Linked DNA regions of Drosophila melanogaster: region 2 is linked to region 1. Evidence: chromatin contacts called from public targeted proximity ligation data. All regions are on one chromosome and are shown on one strand. The core of a region is the stretch at or near the end of the contact, and the rest is flanking DNA. Distances in the headings are between cores, read along the strand shown. Region 1 holds the start of Sema5c (Semaphorin 5c). Region 2 holds the start of Ncc69 (sodium chloride cotransporter 69).

What was found.
Region 2: a contact with region 1 is called in a targeted proximity ligation map of the Kc167 cell line, with 3 times the contacts expected there. A contact is called at or near these places in 1 of 107 Hi-C or Micro-C datasets (the Kc167 cell line) and 1 of 7 datasets of targeted methods (the Kc167 cell line).

Annotation. Positions count from the first base shown.
Region 1 is chr3L:12,079,677-12,083,547 of dm6, reverse strand. Sema5c (Semaphorin 5c) reads left to right here and starts at 1,718. Exons shown (of 12, transcript NM_137449.3): 1 at 1,718-2,201; 2 at 2,590-2,753; 3 at 3,508-3,607. The coding sequence starts at 2,197.
Region 2 is chr3L:12,388,953-12,392,779 of dm6, reverse strand. Ncc69 (sodium chloride cotransporter 69) reads left to right here and starts at 1,336. Exons shown (of 17, transcript NM_206344.2): 1 at 1,336-2,283.

The DNA of each region.
Region 1 (3,871 bases), core at 469-2,968:
AGACAAGAAACGCAGGCCGCGTCGACAATGGTTTAGGTAGCCGTAAATTGTCATGGGCTGGCAATGTTTTGGGCCTATGCTAATGTCGATCGTTGTCTGCCCACACTCAACTTTAACTCCCGGATCGAATTGAAACGGATTGGACGGATGGCATCGGTCCTCATGTTTGTGTATCCCTTGGGTTCGTGCTGTGGCATAAACAAAATCCGAGGATCGTGTTGCAGTTGCATTCAAGTTGAGGTTACTGCACCTTCGGGACGGTCCATTTGATGGTTTCGTATTTGTTCTCAGCGACCAGCTGTGTTTTCACACTTACTCTGGGAGTCAAGGCTGACAAAGATCTGAATAGTACAGCCTGGGATGTCTGCAGTAAAAGGAAAACCTTGGAAGGAACACTAAAAAAATAGAACAAAGCCCCACCAGGTGAATGAGCAAAACTAATCCCGTGAAAATGCGTCATATCTGTTGTTGTTCCTTAAATAAGAACTTTATGGTGTTGGACTTGAGATGAGTGATTCAGGTACTGTAAACTGTTGTACAAAGCATTAAAACACCGTTTATACTTCATTATGATAAAGAAATAATTAAATAAGTGATAAATCATTCCTTTTGTATCAAAAATATACTATACTATCTATCTGTATAGAATGAGAAAATCTATTAAATCATTTGTTTTGGCGCCATTTCTATGATTTGCTAATCGAGTATCTTTGCTGATGGGCAAAAACGTCGCAAGGCGGAAAAGATAGGATCTGTTGATCCCTCGTCTGGAGGAATATATCACGTGTCCTCGAACCGCGACGTCGGCAATACTAATGTCAATTTGTCAGGCTACCAAATCGAAGCACAGCAAGTGCCCGTCCCACCCTCCAAGTGGCTTCTCTATACCTCTTCGCGGAGCTGCACATCCCGATCCCGATCCCGGAGATTCAGATTCTGATTCTGAAGAGTCGTTCTCGTTGTCGTTGTCGCATGATATATGAGCGCCCTGCCCAGTTGCTGCTTCGGCTGCCGTAGCCGCGCCTCTTAACTCCCAAGCAGACACTGAGAGAAATTCGTACTTACTTTTGTGGGATGACTTGAAAAATAAATTTGGATTGCTATTACTATCTAAGAGACTTGCCCTTAAATTATTCGATTTAACAAACAGTTCAGTTAAAATAATAAATTACAAAGATGAAAATAAGGTCTTTTAATTATTTTATTATTATTTTTTATTTTTATTTTTACAGTTGAATTATATTATATATAGTTTTTAATTCATTGGATTATTTCATAGGTAAGGACCTCAAAACTATGCTACACTTCTGTGTACTTATAAATTTTATGAATTAAGGCTTGAAAAGTCTTTAACATTTAAGATACTAGCAGAAAATCATTAAAAACGAATACACATAATTCTGAAAAATATTTCTTGAATAAATTATGTAAAATATATTTTCGTTTTTAAATTTTGAATCAAAGGAAAGCGAATTTTAAATATTTTTTTCCTTGTTGTATTGCACATTTTTTCCGAGTGCATTCTTCAAGCCGAAATTGAGCCGGTTATCTTCGTCGGCGTTTTAGCCTGTTCTCTCTTGTTTGCCTCGGCGTTTTTTTTTTGTTTTGCGTTCGTGCTTCGTTTTCACGTTTTTGTTTTCGTTCCATTCGCTTCTCTGTCTCACTCTCTTCTCTCTCTATCGACTGACTATGGATCCGAATCCGAATCCATGGTGGGTTCAGTTTCTTGCGACTCTTTGCGCGGTCAACTTCGCCGATCGGTCGGGCATGCGCGTCCGTATAACTCGTATCTGAATAATCATAAGAGTAGGAAATCGAGGCAGAAGTAAAAACCCGTCTCGCTATATTCGTCGACCGTGTTGTTGGTGTCTATCTGTGTCTTTTGTCAATGTTTTTAACCCAACTCCACTTGAGGGGGAGCCAATCCGCCTTTCTTCTGAAAATTTCTTTCAAATAATACGAAAATCGTATGGAAAATTGAAAAATTGTGAGTGTTGTGTGCAAAGTGAACCACGGTGATCGTAGTTACGGTCAGATCATCTGAAGAATCAGAAACACGCGCCTTGCTCGATTCCCCTGCTTATCAGGCACATGCCTATATTATACAATTTACCAACAGTCTTTTACAATCTGTTCGCCGCAAAAGTTGAATGGAATAAATTTTAGTCTTTTATTTTGCACGAAACGTGACACTAAATGAAGTAAGTTTCGACTATCTCATCTGTATAATCGACGTTTTTTGCTGTTTACAATTTTTGTAATATTTTTTGAGGAAGTGTAAAGTGCTGCAACAAAAACTTATTACTAATCTTCAGGACAGATTAAGGGGTTTCTGTTAAATAGTGAAACATAATTCAAAATGAAATATAATTTAAACTTATTTAAAAGCTAGTGTTTAAGGAATTATTGAAGACAATTTTAATTTAAAAAATTTAAGAACTGTTATTTCTGAGTTGAAAAGAGGATAAATAACATTTAAGAAGAAATTGAGTTAGCGTTTGTTGAACGTCGATAATTAGTTAAAAATGTATGAAAAACTATATTATATCCACAACACACATTACAACTTCATTTCTTTTCTTTTTGCAGCATGTTAATACTGAAACTTCCCAAAATGTTTAGCCAACTGTGGCTTCTTCTGATTCTATCGCTCTTAACCCTAGAAGGCCCACAGCCTTCGACGGGCAGTGGTTATACGACAAAATCAAGTGTGGATTTGCTGGAAAACGATTCGCGATACATCTCATATCAAGGTGAGTTCTCGAGGTGGGCGGATTATCAAAAATTACTCGAAACTGTGTCAATTGCACGGCAATCAATCAAGTTGGCCACTTGAAGCGGTGGAACTGTAAATTGGGTTGATGTCTGTCAAAGTTCTAAGTGATTCCGAGAGTCTGCTGCAATCGATTGCACAAATGTTCGGTTCGATCGAACAGGTGCCATTTCGAATACAACGAATACACCCATCTGCCCAACTGTTTGTATTTGCACGGAATGTCAACAATGATCTCGATTTAACCGAGTTCCCCAACAAACCGCTTTTATGACACCCCAATACATTCGTGTATCTGCTGCTTTTAATCAGAAAAAGTTTCGCATTTTGTTAAAATATTTGTTCTTTTTTTGTGATTTTTGCACTGAAATGTATCTCGAAGTCCGTCTTAAAATGCGAACTCAGCCCAACGTTGTGTTGACAATGATTTTAATTTTTGTTTAGCGCTTTTTTATTTTATTTCGCACTTAAATATTGAAAAGTATATGTTTTACCAATGAATCAGTGAATCTTTTAAAAACCTTGAAAAATATGGGTTAAATAAAATTGAGCTTAATTGTGCCAAGATGCCAAAATGTTTTAATAAATTTGCAATATAATTGCTGAGATAATAATTGCTTATATAATAATTGCTAATATAATTGCTAATAAAACTTCAATTAAATTGCTTAGTATTTGTTTTTACGATTTTGTGCAATCTTTTTCTTACAAAAATGTTTTTATTTTCTTAACAGATTTAATGTCGACGGCCAAACGATTTTACGATCCCGAAACGACCTGGTATTCGGAAATGCTATTCGACGTGGCCAGGAACCAAGTGATTGTCGGCGCCAGGTAAAAACCGGGAGGCTATTGTTATTAGTTATTATAGATTTTGTTTCCGGCCAATTGAGTCACGGCTAAGCCGTGTACCTAGTCATTATGACTGTTTTTATTTTTCCTGTTGCGTCAAAACCCCAAAGATATGTACTGTTTGAAGGACTTGCTTTTTAATTAGTCTCACCGATAAGTGGGTCATTATTTTGGGCATTGATAGCGATAAGAAATGAAAAGGGAAAACACCCCCGAAAATAAATCGTCACTTAAGCATTTGTTAAC
Region 2 (3,827 bases), core at 87-2,586, 310 kb before region 1:
TGGTAAAGAATTGCTATTTTGCTTATAATGGTTTTTAAACCAAAATTGTGTGCGTTGCTGTATGACACAACTTTTTAAACTTTCGAGAGGATTCTAGAGCACTTTTATGTTTATATGTAGATATTTTTGAAAATAACTTTTTCAAATGGCGCTTGCCTTGCACCACAAAATCAATAAAATGGGCCAATGGTTTTTGTGATACGGAGCCAAGGGCCCGCAGAGTTACATTTGCCCACTTGGCGGTTTTGTCGGCCGAATTCCCAGATATTTGTTTACGTTCGTCGGTATCCGGAGTCGCCCCTTATCTCTGATAAAAACATTCGAAACGGTAGATAGCGAGCTCCCAATTATTGGAGGCACTCGATATGACTGGGCTCTCGCCGGCTAATGAAAACCTATGGGGCACAGTTGGTGTTCATTGCGTCCAAATATTTGCATTGCATGCACTTGACCAAGAAACCGGTTCTGATTGCTGCCTGCCTCTTGGGAAACCCCCAATTGTCAGCGGGTTCCTTGGCAAAATATTTGCGCCCCTTCATCGCCAGCTAAGCGAAGCTGTGGAAAAAGTCATATCTGTCACTTGTGTTTGCCAGCAGCTGGTAAATATTTGAAATAAGTCGTCGCGGAAAAACAACTGTCATGTTTGAAAAATTACTTTTTGAGTTTTTCGTTCAATAGGCACTTTTCTCTTCTCCATGTTGAGATTCGAAAGTGATTCATGGCACTTTAATGTTTCTTGGTTATTTAGAAGTATAAAAAACCTTTAAAATTATGAAAAGTGGAAATTAAAAAATAAATATATAAGCACCTTAACGGAAAGTATAAGATTTTGTGTGCAACCCTCCTAAAAGTGTACTAAATTTTTTTTCTAACGGTGATTAACTTGAATTTTCACCGGTTGCAGCGTATCGAACAACTTGCTGGCCTGAGTCATCTTTCAACTCATTCAGATGGCATGCAGTTTCGGATACGGATGTTTCTAACATTCGTAAGGGTGCAAAAGCCACCACCAAGGTAACCCCAAGCCAGCTATCTGATTCACACAGAAACCAAGCCATGGCCATGGAAGCCAAACTCACTCAACACAACTTCAGTTGCGTGCGTGTGTGAAATGGAATTTTTATGCCGCACATTTGGGCAACTTGGGTTCGTTCGATCTCCCTAAATATATATTTGTATGTGTATATATACCCTATATACTATATAGCTCGTTATGCTGTCGGTTGGTTTGGTGCCTCTCGAGGCACATTTGTTTGTTCGCCGCATTCGAGCGAACGACGAAGCGAATTCGCCGCAATCGCTTCTGATATTTTGTGGCGATCGCCACCCGAGTTTGCCTCAGTCAGTCGTCGACTCTCTGAACGTGCGTTTGGATAGCTATTGCCATAGCTCCTCATCGGAATCGGAATAGGAATCGGAATCGTTTGTCGGATCAGCTGCCACGTTTTGAACTCGAAGTAAGAACAGGCAACGATCGTTTATTTTCGGTGCTGGATGTTTATTTTCGAAAACGCGCCCCTTTTAGAGGCCAGTGTTGAAGTGTTCAAGTATCTGCAAGATACCACAAGTACCTGAAAGATTAAAGCGTGTAAAAGTATCTGCAATATGCAATAGAATCTGAACGTTTGAGTATCTGCAAAGCTGAAACATATTCCAATATTTCCAAAAGATACAAAAGTATCCAAGTATCTGTCAGATACAAAGCAGAGCTTTGTACCGCATCTGCTGGCCCGCAGAGTGAACCCATCGTAGACTGCTGCTCATCCTACTGGAACACAATTAACTGGCTCGAATGAGCGTTTTGCAGTGCAAGAAAGCGAAACATCGTCTAAATTTCATATTGTGTATGCAATAAGCCTTCGCCCATCCGAAGAAGTGTGTGTGTAAAAGCCAATCAAGTGCCCTTCTGAACAAACCAAATTTGTTGTTGTTTCGGTGCAAAAGTGCTTTTGGGGAATTTGAAGTGGGTGGCTTGTGGCTAGCATTTGGATATCAGCCGTATCTCAAGTACTCCCCAGTTCGTGCTCATGGATTGCAAGCTCAAGGCAGCGTAGATAATAAAATAATTATTTGTCATACACATAAGTGAGCTTAGTTTTCGCATTCCCACACTTCGTTTTCGTATCGCACTCTTGCGGGTAAATATATGTGGTATTTACCAAAGTAAACTACATCGTGTGCGTGTTGCAGTGAGAAGTGCATTTATTGCTGCAAATTCGTAGTTCAAAGAAAAAACTTATAAATTACCTGCCAGCCAGTTGGATATTAATTTAGTGCGTTTCGGTGAGTTCGCAAAGCGGCAAATTGTATTTCATACATTTCCCTAGAATTTGACTGCGGCTTTTTTGGCCAGCTGTGTTGGCTTTGTATATACAAATTTACATAAATATGTACTTATGCACGAGTGAGCGAAGCTGGATATCTTTTGACCAGCGGCGGTGAATTTCATTTCAATAGGCTACTTTTTAAACTCTCGACTTAAAAATATCTCAGATATGCTTTCCAAGTATCCATGTTTTCAGCCTTTTTGCGAGCGATTGCCATGCACTTGAACTTGAAAGCCAGTTTACCAGTTTTTCCGGGTCCGGTCTCGTCTATCTTTGGCAAGTGCTCTCCAGTTCATCTCCAATTATCTTTGCCACTAAATGGGGTAATAAATTCACCGGTGCATTTATCTGTCTTCTTGAAATTCTATGACGACAATGTGGAAGACGCTCCACTAGAATCATTCAGTGTTCAGGATTGCGGTCAGTTGTCATTTGCTGCTGTGCACTCGCATATCTGGTTGCATATATATAGTTGCTCTTATGGTTTTGACACTAGCATATGCTATTTAAGAACTAAGAGTCAGTTTATATCTAAAAACTACACAAGAGGAATCTTATTTCTTTGATTTATAAATTTCTAATAATACTTTTCCTCTTAAAATTGCTAAAAAATGATTCTTGTAAATCATTTTCCATATTATTTCCATGTCGCTACTGATATATTAATAATGTCCAATTCATTTATAAATTCATATTTAAAGTAGTTAAATATTTATTTGAGTTTCACCACTTTGTGTTTGTGAAGCGCCATATAAAATTCCACACCATTAAACTTAAAGTGCTTGTAAAAAATGTTCATAATTTCATTACCTTTCAAGTGGCTTTTCATATACATTTTAATTCAAAAAAGAAATTCAATTATAATTGCTCTAAAAACTGCATGTTGGAGTGAGAGTGAGCACCACTCCAATGGTTTACGATTATAAACGCCCAATAGTAATCAAGCAAAAAAAAAATCCCTCAAAGAAATTAAATTCTTTTTAATTTAAATAACAATGAAATATAGGTTATTTAAAAAACTCATAAATTAAATTTATTTTAAAGCCTTAGGTAAGGTAAATACTTCGAAGTTTGATACCTGGAAATTTAAATTTTTGAATATTTAATAGTTAATCAAAATGAAAAGACCATGAAATTCAATTTTTTCGTGGACAAATAGAATACAGATCTATTAGAGTGTTTTTCAAAATATAATATTATTTTGTACTCAAATGTTGCATTACTTTTGAAGCTACTTAAGGTAAAAAGAACCCTGTAGAAACTAAATGCAGCTGCATATAATGGGCTTCCATTGCGCCTGGCAACAGAAACCCAGATCCTGGGGTTGCGCTCATTCCACCCCGAAAGACCGATCATCGATCGACATTCTTTATGGGGTAGCATTTGAAGGTCGTGGCCCATCTTCGAGTATACCAACTTAGAAAATGAACTGAATGCCATGGAGCTCAGCTGGTTTGAGCTGTCGCAGCGCATATGTGAACCGAGCACATGCCTCGATTA